Regions from separate parts of the Sus scrofa genome. Here all the other regions are linked to region 2. A link is a contact called in public Hi-C and HiChIP or PLAC-seq data. All regions are on one chromosome and are shown on one strand. Each heading gives the region's core, a stretch centred on a gene start, on an enhancer-like site or on the middle of the called end of the contact. The rest is flanking DNA. Distances are from core to core; before and after follow the strand shown. Region 1 overlaps LOC100514494 (schwannomin-interacting protein 1). Region 2 holds the start of IL12A (interleukin 12A). Region 3 has its middle 64 kb from the start of IL12A.

The links. A called contact is a pair of places that touch in the nucleus more often than the background predicts. HiChIP or PLAC-seq counts read pairs in DNA pulled down with a chosen protein or histone mark.
Region 1: an H3K27ac HiChIP or PLAC-seq map of alveolar macrophages shows a contact between it and region 2. The contact joins the enhancer-like site here to the promoter of IL12A in region 2. A contact is called at or near these places in 1 of 5 promoter capture datasets (liver), 14 of 47 Hi-C or Micro-C datasets (alveolar macrophages, brain, embryonic fibroblasts and 7 more) and 2 of 2 datasets of contacts at active chromatin or transcription factors (alveolar macrophages and skeletal muscle).
Region 3: a contact with region 2 is called in a Hi-C map of alveolar macrophages, with 2.1 times the contacts expected there. The contact joins the enhancer-like site here to the promoter of IL12A in region 2. A contact is called at or near these places in 7 of 47 Hi-C or Micro-C datasets (alveolar macrophages, blood, embryonic fibroblasts and 1 more).

The regions. Positions count from the first base shown.
Region 1 is chr13:99,618,047-99,622,365 of Sscrofa11.1, forward strand. The region is part of intron 7 of LOC100514494 (schwannomin-interacting protein 1); the gene reads left to right. Among named protein-coding and RNA genes, the nearest start is that of IL12A, 110 kb to the right of the region's middle. Within about 2 kb of position 3,010, at least 6 of the 83 cell types and tissues checked have an H3K27ac peak or open chromatin away from gene starts, as enhancers often do. A contact at or near this core is called in alveolar macrophages and skeletal muscle, where this site is marked.
Region 2 is chr13:99,730,689-99,735,437 of Sscrofa11.1, forward strand. It overlaps IL12A (interleukin 12A), which reads left to right and starts at 2,706. Exons shown (of 8, transcript NM_213993.1): 1 at 2,706-2,825; 2 at 2,828-2,928; 3 at 3,541-3,695. The coding sequence starts at 2,812. LOC106507993 (a long non-coding RNA gene) reads right to left here and starts at 3,603. Exons shown (of 4, transcript XR_002337737.1): 1 at 2,852-3,603.
Region 3 is chr13:99,667,181-99,671,489 of Sscrofa11.1, forward strand. No RefSeq gene overlaps it. Among named protein-coding and RNA genes, the nearest start is that of IL12A, 64 kb to the right of the region's middle. Within about 2 kb of position 1,486, at least 28 of the 83 cell types and tissues checked have an H3K27ac peak or open chromatin away from gene starts, as enhancers often do. A contact at or near this core is called in alveolar macrophages, embryonic fibroblasts and retroperitoneal adipose tissue, where this site is marked.

The sequences.
Region 1 (4,319 bases), core at 1,760-4,259, 110 kb before region 2:
GAGGCCAGCCCAGGGAGAAGCCGCAGTCTTAATTGAAGAGGGTCAGATAGAGGGAGGGGAAGAACTGGGACCACTGTCACAGATCTAGAGCAAGTTATCTGACTTCTCTGAGTAATCCCTGCCTTGCCCGTAATCCACAGGTGGTTGTACAGCCCAAGGAGAAAATGCAGTAAATGTGCTTTTGAAATGCAAATTCAATGCACCTAGTCAGGAGAAGTTAACTAAAGGATAATGCAGGGGATAGAACCAAAGAGTCGTAAACATTTCTACAAGGACATTGGTGGTCTAAGCTGGCTCTGGGAGCTTCCTGTTTCTAAAATCAGAAAGCACCAAATAGTTCTAGAGTTCAGATCTAGCCCTCAGACTAGACCACTACCACTCACTGAAACCCAAGGCCCAGGATAAAGGCCAGATTTGCAATGCTGCCACCATACTAGAAGTCACAGCAAACCTTAGGACTGTTCCATCATTGCTCCCACGGAGTAAACTGGCCTCATCACTGTATTTTTTTGGGGGGAAAAAGTATTTATAACGCATCATATCATGTAGCTAGGTTCTTGAGATAGCCTCTTCGTAGTTAAGATCTTTCCATCTTTATTATTCTCTCCATTCCATGCATATTTTAATAATGGTAATGGTAGTTGGAAGTCACCACAAGGGTTTCCTAAATAACAGTTTTCCTCACTGTAAATGCCAAGCAGACATTGGTGCAGAACAGCCTCTTGACTAAATGCCTTCCCGCTCCTGACCAATAGGCACTGTCACTCAGAAAGCCACTTTCACTCACACTGAGACCTCCAGAAGACATCCCTAGTCTTTATCTCTTGGTATTTCGGAGCAGTCGCCATCCAGAACACCCCCTCTGCAGATCCTAGGCTCCCTGTCAGTAACTCTGGGAAGCCACATGGTTTTTCATGGCATAAGGAGAAGAGGTTTCTGGAATTACCAGGATACAGAGCTTCCAGAAATAAAATCCACAGGCAAGGCAGATGTCAAACAGCCTCTTGCATGTAGCACTCTGCAAAACGCCACTTGAAACTACAAGGAACCTTGAGTTGGATGCCTTAAATTATCCCACTAATTAACAATGAGAGGATCATGCTCTGTTTTCACCTCAGACTGTGCTGAGAGAGCCACGCAAATTAGCCCCTGACTGCTTGGATTTTGCAAGACTGTGACCTGGTTGTAAGGGAGGCCCTGGAGCCTGAGGGACGGAGTCTGGCGCTCCAGGGGCTATACTGAGAGCCTCAGAGCAGCCGTGCCTCCCCGGATGGAAAGGGGCCCGAGCAGGGGTTATGGCTCCTGGACCTTGTAGCACAGAGGCTTCAGCAGCACCAGGTGGCCCCACGCTCCCCACGGCTGCTGCTTGGGAGCTGTGGCTGGGTTTCCCCAAAGCCGCCTTCATCTTAAAACCCGCTTAAAAGCTAAAGGCAAACAAATCCTTCTTGAAACCTGAGTCCGTTTTAAGATGTCTTTACTAAAATCCCCACTGAACTATTAGCTGTTATGTCATATAATTTCCTTTTCCTGAGAGTAACATTCTTGGTGATTACCACTATAAGGAATTATAAGTCTCACCCTGTAAGAAGCTCTGCTCAGTTTCCCACGGTGATAATGTGTTTCTAAGGCGATTTTCTGAATTTCTACCTGAGGTGTTTTTTCATTTCGTTCCGACTACTAAATCCTTCCCTCTTTTTTCCTCTGGCTTTCCTGAGTCACAACGCAGTGTGGGATGGTTGATTTAGGTCTGAATTGATCCTTAGCACAAAAGGTCAGTTTGGGGACAGAACAACAGAATTTAATATCAAACTTTCTTCAGAATGAAAATATATATCTTTGGATGTTTTAAACCTTATCTTGCAGTGGTATTGTGGGTTACTTTATATTTTTATAATCTGTGTATATAGTGGCCCGACACTTCTTTTCAAGACTTTAGTTATTCAAAAAATAAGAAATGCTATATAATCATAGATTCAAATTAGGTTTAATTTGAAATTCCTTTTTATTTTAAAATATGACTTTAAAAATTTTTAATAAAAAAAAAATATGACTTTAAAATACTTAATTTGCACTTTTATTTCCCACTATCTTCCAATCCCAATCCATGGATCTTGAGTTTCATAGTTAAAAATGGGTTGATTTGGGTTTGTTTTCTTTACCAACTACAGACAATAAAATTTTAAAACCTAATTTTTTTTTTTTTTTTTTTTTGGTCATTTTAGGGCTGCACCCATGGCATATGCAAGTTCCCAGGCTAGGGGTCAAATCGGAGCTGCCCCTGCCAGCCACAGCCACAGCCACAGCAACATGGGATCCAAGCCACATCTGTGACTACACCACAGCTCACAGTAACACTGGATCTTTAACCCACTGAGAGAGGCCAGGAGTAGAACATGCATCCTCGTGGATACTAGTCAGATTCACTTCCACTGAGCCACAACAGAAACTCCTAAAACTTAATTTATATGAGATCAAAGGATACCCTGAACATAATAGGTTTCTCCAGAAAAAAAAAAAAAAAAAAAAAAAAAAAAAAAAAATTCCAAAGGAAGAAAGTTAAAAAGAGATAAATTCCAACTAAGTCCAAGCTGCCTAACCGTTAAAGGCAGCTTGGGGGCGCTCTCAGAGAGGTAACCGTGCATCAGGAATTACTGTGACCATGACCAGGCCAGGTATTCAAGTAGCTGACCTCAAAGGTCCTTTTACAAAGTCATATCACCTTTAACATTCTGTGTTCCCTTGTCTAGGCTTTCAGAAAGTAGAGAAAGGAAGTTAATGAGCGCGTACAGAGGACCTGCCCTCTGTCCAGCTCTGAGCTCTTTTCATTCTTCCTACAAAACACTGAATTATTCAGCCAGTTTTACAGAGGAGGAAACTGAGGTTCATAAAGTGATGTGCCCAGGGAAAGAAGTGAGGATTCAAAACCTAAGTCCTGCTGACTCCAAGCACCCTGAGCTAATCACAGCAGAACCGTTGTCTTCTATGCCCGGCCCGGGGCCTGGTTTGCTTGCCTGCACTGGAGGGCCAGAAATGCTGCTATTTCCTTCCTAGGGAAATAAGCTGGGACTTGCAGTAATTATAGAAATTAACAATAGGTGGCGGTACAAACATGTAACAATGATAGTACGTCTGTTAGATTGCAGCACATTTTCTTTTTCTGAGTTTTGTATTGTTTTCAATCAAAGAAGTGTTTTAAATGAGACATCCCTACCCATTTGAATTTTTTAAGGCAAATGTAAATGCCACCTGTGAGACCAGCTGCTCTTTGCATTTGTCACTGTGACAGTAATAACACTGGAGCAGCTTCCACATCTGCTGTCCTAAACCTAGCTTATGGTATATATGATCACGTATGATCCCTTGCTCCTTAAGAGTTTCCTTCTGCCTTTTCTTTCTCTAAGCTTGCACACAGACTGGGGCTACTAGGAATGCTAAGAAAACTGCTTTTTAAAAAAACTCTTTGTTGTCAAACAGTAATGAAATGTGTTCAACTTCAAATGAAGGTTAGGACCGAGAGCTGGATACGGAGCCTGGCTCTGTGTGTAGCAAATGCACAGCCAAGTGGCCCTTTGTGACCACATTTCCAGCAACATCCCTCCTGGAGCTTCCTGGATTTGCCACAAACATAATGAGCTCCCAGGATGTCTCTGCCTCTGAGGCTCTGTGTGTGAGGCAATCTAAGGAGCCTTGCTGTGTTCCAATGTTGTGCCTTTCTGATCAGGTTAGAGGGTTCCTTAAGTTCCTCTAGGGCGAACCTCTGGTGTGTTTTTTTGTTTGTTTTTTTTCTTAATGACATAAATGAGCTCCCTTGGTTGCCTTTTGGCAACTGCCTCAAATAGAATTTTCCTTTGGACAACCCTATTCTATTTGGGGGGAAAAAAGGAGTCTTTCTTCTGAAAGCTGTGGCCCTGGGATGCCAGCTCTAATGAGCATCCTTGGATTGTCCCTGTGGGGCAGGATACTAGATGACACAAGGCAGCCTTATTTGGCTGAGGGCCCATTCATCTCCATTGACAGAAATGTAAACTCCGTGTCTCAACCCATTTTTATTGTGTCCCAACTATGTGTTTGGTAGCATGCCGGGTGCTATAAGGTGGCCTTATTTTCACCCGACATGAATTGTGTGTGGAAAAAACCAATACACTCTGAGTTGAAGTTATCACTTTATCATTTATCGGCATATCAAGTTATCTTTCTTCTCCTCTGGTAAAATTATCATTCATGAGTTGAGAATAATATTGGTCACTCCTTCCTGTGAAGAACACATTAAACTACTTTCCATCAGCAAAACCAGGCAGTTCTTTCGGATGCTGCCAGGT
Region 2 (4,749 bases), core at 1,456-3,955:
GTATGTGTTCCCATTTAAATTAAATCACTCTATGTTCTTAAGTTTTCTCCAAAGACTATTTTATACTTACACTAACTCATGTAATAATCAAATAACCCTATAGTACTTTTATTATCATCATTTTCTAAATAAGAAAACAGCCCAGAGAGATAAGTAACTTGCCCAAGAACACACAGCAAGTAAGGAACAGAACCTGGATTCAAACAATTTAGAGTCCATATCCTTAACCACTGTACTGCCTCGCCATCCACAGGCAGTTATTCTATAGTTTTTCTGATACTGTGAATGGTATCTTCTTTTTATTACTATTTATCATCTAATCGGTTGTCACACATGTAGAGAAATTTGGTTGATTTTTGAAAGTTGACATTTGTATCCAGTGAAGTCGCTGAATTCTCTTTTTAGTTCAGGTATTTGGTCTATTGTTTCTGCTGCTTTTTTTTGTATATCAGCTGTAAATAGTGACAGTTTTGTCTTTTACTTTCCAATTTTTAAAATTATCAATTCTTTTTCTTTCCTTATAGCATTGGCCAAGCCTTTCAATACAATGCAAGGTATGATCTACACAACAACGTAGTAGTAATCATGGACAAAGAATGGCTCTTATAGAAAAATAATGTTATTCCAGAAGAAGGCTGTCATTTTATCTTGGCTACAGTATGCGCAGCATATCACAGAACTGTTTCACAAAAGTATAGGGTAGAAATTGTGTCTGGTGGCCAAGAATCCATTCTAAGCAGAGGCCCTATGCTCATTTACACTGCAGAAATTACTTTTCCACAGGAAACAGCCCTTCCAAGGGAGAAATAGCTCAGTTGTGATAAACTTTACTTCATTCTAACTTTATGTACATTTAACTCCATCCCAAATCCTTAGGGCAACAACACAGCCCAGCGCTTGTCATTTGCTTCACAAAATTGCTAGATGCAATTGTTTCTGACAATGTATTGCTCTCTATCCCCATAGGGTAATTCACAGACCGTAGCATTGGAGGAGACTTAGACATCAGCTATTGCTCTCATTTTACACACACCTAAAAGTCCCTATGATGGGTACTTCATCACCCTTGAACAGATGATCTGCCTAAGGAGGCTGATGCCAACAATGGAGAGATATTGAATCAGACGAGGGGTTAACACAGCTTTCTCCTAATTGGCTTCATCTCATCTTTAGTAGAGTCTAGCCCTGCCAAGTGTTCATGGTAGAGTCTCAACAGCAACCTCATCCATTCTGACTTTATCAGGGGCCCAAAAGAAGTACCCATTCTTTTCTCCTGTATCCCAAAAGGCTTATCCCTATCCAAGATGAGCGCATCTGCACAAAGGTGGGCACTGGCAGCCCCCAGTGCCTTGGGACCTTAGTGCAGTCAGATCCATCCAAGGATCTGAGTAGCTGACTAAACACACCCCTCCCTTGCACACATACCCAGGGTGACTAACACTCGTGGTAGAAATGAGTGAACTGAAAAGTCCCACAGGAACCTCAAACCTGACACATCCAAAAATGGAACTTCTCAGTGTCTCCTCCAAACTCAGTCTCCTCTTACAGTAACCCCTGTGCAGGAAGTGGAACAACCTTCATTCAGCCATTTTCAGCACCTTCCTGTCCCTCTTACCTGAGGAGTTACCAAGTCTTGTCCCTCCCCACCCCGAGGATCCCTCTTGCCCACCCTGGGTTCTCCATTCTGAAGGAGACCTTGGCCATGCCCTCCCAATCCTGACCCTTGGGATACATCCTCCATACTACCGCTGAAAGATCATCCCATGAAAGTCCAACCATGTTTCCTGCCTAAAACCCTAGAAGGCTCCCACCACCCTCAGCATAATGTACAACCATTAGCATGGGATCTTCTACTCTCATGGCACAGCCTCATCATCCACTCCAACCTCACACCCAGTAGCAGGACCTCTAGATCACCATCTCCCTCTGCCTTCCCTGATGTGCTTCTGACCCCTGTTCTCTCAACTTAGAACCTGTACCCCTTCCCACTGGAAGTGGTCCAATGCATACTCATCCTTCAACTCTCAGGTGGTGGGTGCCTTCCTTCTGGGAGCCTTTGCTGCCTCATCCCCATTGTTCCTGCTGAGGTTGCCCCCTCTCAGACTTCTCCTCTCAGTACATCCTGTACATCCATACTACTGAATTGTAAGGATTCTTCCCTGGACACTGTAAGAAACTGGATTCTCAAGAAAGTAGTTATTGCATAGCCAGTCTGGTTTCATCCCTTTACGTGTTTAAGGTGGTACTCATGAACAAAACACATTGAGTCAGGTTTGGTGTGGGAACGCTCCAAGGTGATCTGTTCACCGTTGGGTGCCCGCACCTGGCACAATGTCAGCCTGGCACACGGTGGATCATCTGAATAAATGAGTGATAAAATGAATGATCTGCCCATCTCCATCCAGGACTAAGCAGGAGGTCACAATCAGGACACACCCTGGATATAGATGGAGAGAGGGAGGCACTACTTTGCGCTCCTTCGGGAGGGGGCGCTGCAGGGCGGCAGAGCCGGGCCTCTGTAGCCGGGGGCGGGGGGCGTCCAAGGGTGGCCGGCAAGGGGTCGGGCTTGCCCGGGGACCCTGCGCAGCGACACTGCCAGAATTTCACTTTCGTTTTGGGCTAGGCCGGAGGCGGCGGGGCCGTCCCGGAACGATTGCGGCCGGGCGCCCGGAGTTAATCCGAAAGCGCCGCAAGCCCCGCTGGCCAGACTCCACGTGTCACCGAGAAGCTGATGTAGAGAGAGACACAGAGAAAGAAAGCAAGAGACTGGAGTCCTGGGAAAGTCCTGTCGTGCCTCGGGCAATTATAAAAATGTGTTCCCCTGGGTCGGCCTCCAAACTAGCGCCCTCACCTGCGACGTCCATCCATCTGCGTCCAGCCGCCGACTCGCTGTCACCGCAGCGCCGCTCAGCATGTGCCCGCTGCGCAGTGAGTAACCGGCCAAGAAAGACTCAGCGCTCGGGCGGGAGGGGTGGCGGCCGGGAAAGAGGAGGCAGAAATTTGGGACAGACTACTCAGAGACTTGTGCAGAGGAAAAAGAAAGGGGGAAAGACACTGGGTGCTTACCATGAGCTCCATAGGATGTGGTCTCTTGAATCCTGAAACAGCGCCATGAGCTAAATATTATGCCCACTTCACGGATGAGAAACTGAGGCCGCACGGAATGGTTTTCTGCCCAGGTCCCTGGGCTACAGCTCTAAGAGGACAGTTCTCAGATGGCTTCAAAGCGGGGCTTCGTCACTCCACTGTTTCCAAAATACTGGGTTGTTTCACCACCTGGCCTCAGTTTCCCTCCTCTTGAAATGGAGACTTCTTCTGGGTGAACCCTTGACTGAACTCACAAGGTGGCCAATGATGGAGAGTTGGCTTTCAACCCTAGAATAGAATGCCCCCCTTAAAGAACCCAATTCATCCCTTAGCTGTTGAGAAAGAGTGGAAAAGAGTGGAGGGAGGTTGGTGCCCAGAAGTGGATGGGTGGAATGGCCAGAAGGGATGAAAGGCAGAGGCAGGCCAGCTCATCCTGCCCCCATTCCCCTCCAGACCTCCTCCTTGTGGCCACCCTGGTCCTCCTCAACCACCTGGACCATCTCAGTTTGGGCAGGAGCCTCCCTGCAACCACAGCAGGCCCAGGAATGTTCAAATGCCTCAACCACTCCCAAAATCTGCTGAAGGCCGTCAGCAACACACTTCAGAAGGTAAGATTTTCAATGTCTTTGTTCCCACTTGGCAGCCTCTCTAGTGAAGGGGCAACTGGAACCCCTGGTCACTTGAAGGAACTGCAGGGAAATTGTGGAAGTTAATCAGGAGCTGTCAAGACAGGAAGATGGAACTTTACAAATGGTGCAACTATTAGCTAAAGAGTCTCAATGAAATTGTGTCTCCAGAGAAAGCAGTAGTGGTAATAAATTATAATGGCATTCATTTTGGCTGTGTCTACACAGAGGAAAGTGGATATTTACAGTGTTCCCTGTAGCCTGCCCACAGACATGGAATTATATCAGGCCCACATGTTTCTCTGACACACTTATCAATCCAGGAAACCATTATTAGGGGCGGCGTCTGTGCTCCAGGGGCTACAAAGACGAATTAGCCTTGCTCCTCACGCTCCTCACCAGCTTCCAGCCTGGTGTCTCGGTCCCGTGTTGGAGCAAGACATTTCAGGGAGCTTGTGTGACAGTGAATGTCCAGGCTTCATTTTCTAGGGAGAGAACTATCTAATTTTATTTACTGCATCAGTCATTTTTTTCAGGTTTTATATTTTAATGCAATTTTTTTTTTCTCTTTTTGAAAGCACTCCGCCATCTATAGCTTTTGCTGCAGCGGCCTAAGATTGATGTTTTAAAAGATGTCATTTTGCCTTTCTGCTCTGCAGTAAATCTTTCTTGAATATTTCTAACTTGTTGCTCTAGGAAGATCTTAAAGTAAGCTCAATAGAGTTCCCTGGTGGCTCAGTGGGTTAAGGATCCAGCATTGTCACCACTGTGGCTCAGGTTGCTGCTGTGACGCGGGTTCAATCCCTAGCCCAGAAACTTCTGCATGTCAGGGGCACAGCCAAAAAAAAAGTAAAAAGTAAGCTCAGTGCCACAGCCCTTCTTAAAGAATTCTTTTCTTCCCCCTTCTAATCTTTCATAATGTGCTGCCACGTGCTCCTTACAGTTCAATCAATCTTAATTAAAAAGGCAGCTCACCAAGTGAAAACTGCAGGAATAAGTGCTTTGATTCCTGAAGAGATGTTCTCTAGGTAAAATT
Region 3 (4,309 bases), core at 236-2,735, 65 kb before region 2:
GCTCCTTCCTGCTGCCAGAGATTAGACTCCAGTTTCCTCTGCGCTGATGTTTCCAGGTCTCAGCTGTGTCAGCTTCAGTCCCTGCAATAGAAAGAACCTGGCCCAAAAAGACCCCTAACTCTGCTGCTGCTTTCCAGGTCTCACAGCTTGCCAGCCATCTCTTGTCCCATAACTACTGCACATCCACTATGTGCTGGGCATCATGCTCAATGCCGAGATCACGTAGTGAATAAGGCAAACATGGTTCCACTTTTAAGGAATTTATAATCCAGTGGGGACACAGGTAATCACGACAAGGATGAACAAGTACAGGGCTAGGGAACCTAGCCTCATCTGGCTGGTCATGGAAGGCTTCCTGGAAGAAGGGATATCTGAGATCTGAGGAACTAGTGAGACTTAACCAAGCAGATGAGGAAGGAGAACTGGGTAAAATGTATTTGAGGTAGAGAGAGGAGCATGTGCAATGGCTTTCAAGAAATGAAGGTTATAAAGAGTATGAGGGCCAGGATGGTCATGGAATGTGGAGAGAGGCTGGAGACATTACAACGGGCTGGAGATCAGGTAGAAGTTGGGTTTATGAAGACAATTGTGGCCAGTATGTAAGCAAGAGTGGGGCTGGCTGACCCCTCACTCTTTCTCAGGCAATGACTCAAGTCCACTAAGCAACCTGGTCGGTCAGCTCCGGTATCACTTACTCAGAAAGGCTTTCCTCAGAGTTCCCATGGTGGCTCATCAGGAATGAACCTGACTAGTATCCATGAGGACCCAGGTTTGATTCCTAGCCTTGCTCAGTGGGTTAAGAATCCAGTGTGGCTTTGAGCTGTGGTGTAGGTCATAGACACAGCTCAGATCCCATGTTGCTGTGGCTTTGTGGCGTAGGACAGAGCTGTAGCTCCAATTCAACCCCTAGCCTGGGAACTTCCATATGCCCCAGGCACTGGTGCGGCCCTTAAAAAAACAAAAAACAAAAAACAAAAAAAGAAAGGAAGTCTTCCCTTGAGTTCCTCAGTTTACCTGGGGAGGAGGGCAGAACACTGGCTTGAATGAAGTTTGGACATTTTGACTGAACTCGGCTGGGACCAAGAAGCTATGATACAGGTATGGACTGAACCCTGAAGAGGGATGCAACGGATCTCAGTCAGCCAGAGGTCCTGGAAAACTAATGCCTTCCAACTTACCATCAAGGGTAGATGCTCCTCACTCAAACCATTCCACAAGGTCAGGGACTGTCTGTGAACAGCAGAGGGAACCAAAGCCGGGCCTTTGAGGAAGAGGTTTGAGGATACTGTGGGCGTTTCTCATAAAAGGGTAAACAGGAACTTTCATTTTCTCTTGGCCTCTGGGCAGGTATGAACAGCAACACCAAACTACTGAGCCTTTTCACCAGAAGCAGCGGTTACTCTCACAACAAACCACGCTGACAGTCTCATTACTCAATCCTGATGGTTTAAAAACCCCAAAGGGCTTAGCAGTAACCATCAGAGAAGTGAGAGGAGGGAAGACCTGTGAACTAATGGGGCGGGAGCGGGGCCCCGGGTGTGGGCGGGACCGTGCGCACTCGGAAGCCGAGATCAAGAAGAGAGGCCAACTCCGAATTGGTTGGAAGAAAGCTGGTCACCTCGGAAAGAGGGAAACGAAAAATCCTATACATGTGAGTCTAGGCTCTGGGGATGGAGCCAGGGCGAACGGAATTTCCTCTTGCTGTTCAGGAAGGAGGGTTTCGTGAGGCATGTCTCTAAGGCAGAAAGCAGTGATTCATCAGCACAGCGCTCTGTGTCCGTCCTCAGGAAGAAATGAGGCCCTAGGGCTCCGAAGTTCCCATCAGTCTTTTCTCTTGAAAGGCTACTGTGAAAAGACGGTCGAAAACTTGACAGATGTCAGTATTAACCATATCTTGAACGATGAGCGCTTCTCAAGCAAGAGAGTAGCAGTTAATTTATGGATGTGTATACAGTTAGAATAGTCCCTGGAAGCATGTCTTTCTCATTTCTTAAAACCACATCTCAAGTGGTACTTGAGGTCCACGGAGGCTCTGGGCCCTGAGAGGAGAGTATTTCTTTACTTTTTTCAAGATGCTCACTTCATTTTATTTTATTTTTTTGCCTCCACGTGGGAATTCCCTGGCAAGGAATCAGATCTGTGCTATAGCAGTGACCATGCTAGATCCCTAACCAGTTGAGCCACTAGGGAACTCTAGGGGAAATTATTTCTTGAAGCAGGTGAACTTCTCAGGGACTAGCACCAACCGGCTTTGACTAAGTATGGCTTGTAAATAAGTTTGGAAACAAAGGGAGACTTTGGTGATCAATGAAAATGATAAATGGGCTGGGAAAGTGAGCATTATGTAGGAAGGCTACAGAAATTGAGGTCATTTTTTGGTCTGGAGAAATAGGTTGAAAAAGAAAAGCCTGAGGTAGCTGGTGGGGCTTTGGAGAGCAGAGCCCTTGATAACAGTCATCAGATAGATTAAAAGTTATGTGAAAGATATGAGTAAGGTCTTTTTAAATCCATGGGGGGCAGAGGGGGAATGAGAAAATGCACTTAACTAAACACTCAGTTCTCCAACCCATTTTGCACACGTCCTTCCCCCCCATTCTCTGCTCCAAAAGCTAGAGAACCTGGGAGTTTTCTACACATACACTTTTCACTCATGCTATGGCTTTATCTCTGTAGCAATCATTTTTCAAAATAGCTGCCAAACAACTATTGATCTCTGTTTAACAGAATATGAGATCATCAGTAAAATACAAGATTTCATATGAGTAGGCATATTATCTCAGCTATCACTTCTGTCCTCAAAAGTCCCCTTGCTTCCCATGTTCAAGGTCATTGGTGCCTTATAAAAATGATGATAAACAGGCTTCAACGATTTCAAGAACGCTCAGCGTCTCTCACATTTGGATTCAAGCCCTCTCACTCTAGTCTGGTTTCCTAATATGCCGTTCCATTTTCCCAAACCTGGAGACTCCACAGAGCCTCTGGACTGATGATTCAGTTGTCCTGAAACTTTAGTTTTGTTTTTTGTTTCGGCCCAAGGTCATTTGCCGTCTCATCTTCGGTTTCATAGTTTACAGCCTATGGGCAAATCCCACCCAACACTATGGGTTAGCTCTTAGACCACAGTTCAGCTCCCTGAAGCAAGCTCCTGTTCTCTAGAGGGAGAAGCCTACAAGTATGGCTGGAATGCTAGCAGAAGCTCAGGGAGACCCAGCTAGCATCCCACAAACAGTGTTCTTTGGAACAAGTCGTGTTAGTGGATTACACTACCATGAGGAGTGCATGGTCAGATCAGTGCATCCTGGGCTTAAGGTTATCACTCTATCCCAGTGTCTAGAACAGTACCGGACACGTAATATACAATAAGTATTGCTTATTGAATATGTGAAATAAATACCTAGCTGCAGGACTTCTCAAAACCTCTGAAGTTCTGGTATGCATTATAAATCTGCAAGAGGATGACAGTTTGCTCAAAACGTCCTCAAGGGATCCTTCTCTTATCTTTCATCAAATACCAATTAATATCTCATGGGACACCATTATACTGAGAAACTCAGTTTGGGAAATGCTGACCTAGTCTCCTTTTCCCCTGTAATGTGATTTACCCAGTTTTAGCCAACCATATCTTTGGAATCAAAGCCACTAAAAAAAAAAAAAATAATAATAGTAAATTTTTTTTTGGCCATGCCTGCAGCATACAGAAATTCACAAGCCAGGGATCAAACCCATGCCACAGCAGTGACAATGCCAGATCCTTAATCCACTAGGCTACCAGGGAACTCCTGAAATAACTCTTTTTTTGCAATGCATTTATTCCTCCAAACCATGAAAGAAGGTTTCCTAGCTGTATAATCAGTTTCTTTAAAAATGTGGTCCTCCCAAAAAGCACCACAGGAGAGAATGACTGACCCTTTAGAGAAGCCACATGCATTAAAGATCTTGAGTGACTGGTTGAATCCCAAGAAATAGAAGCTATTTGGCAATTTGCTATTGTTATTTTCTGACCAAAAATATCTGATTCCAAATAAAATTAGGTACCCACAGTGTTTTGTTGTTGTTGTTGTTGCTGTTGTTTGTTTTGTTTTGCTTTGCTTTTTAGGGCAGCACCTATGGCATATAGAGGTTCCAGTTGAAGCTACAACTGCCGTCCACAGCCACAGCAACTCGGGATCCAAGCCACATCTGTGACCTACACCACAGCTCACAGCAATGCCAGATCCCGGACCCACTGAGCAAGGCCAGGGATCAAATTTGCATCCTCATGGATACTAGTTGGATTGTTTCTGCTGCACCACAGTGGGAACTCTGGTAC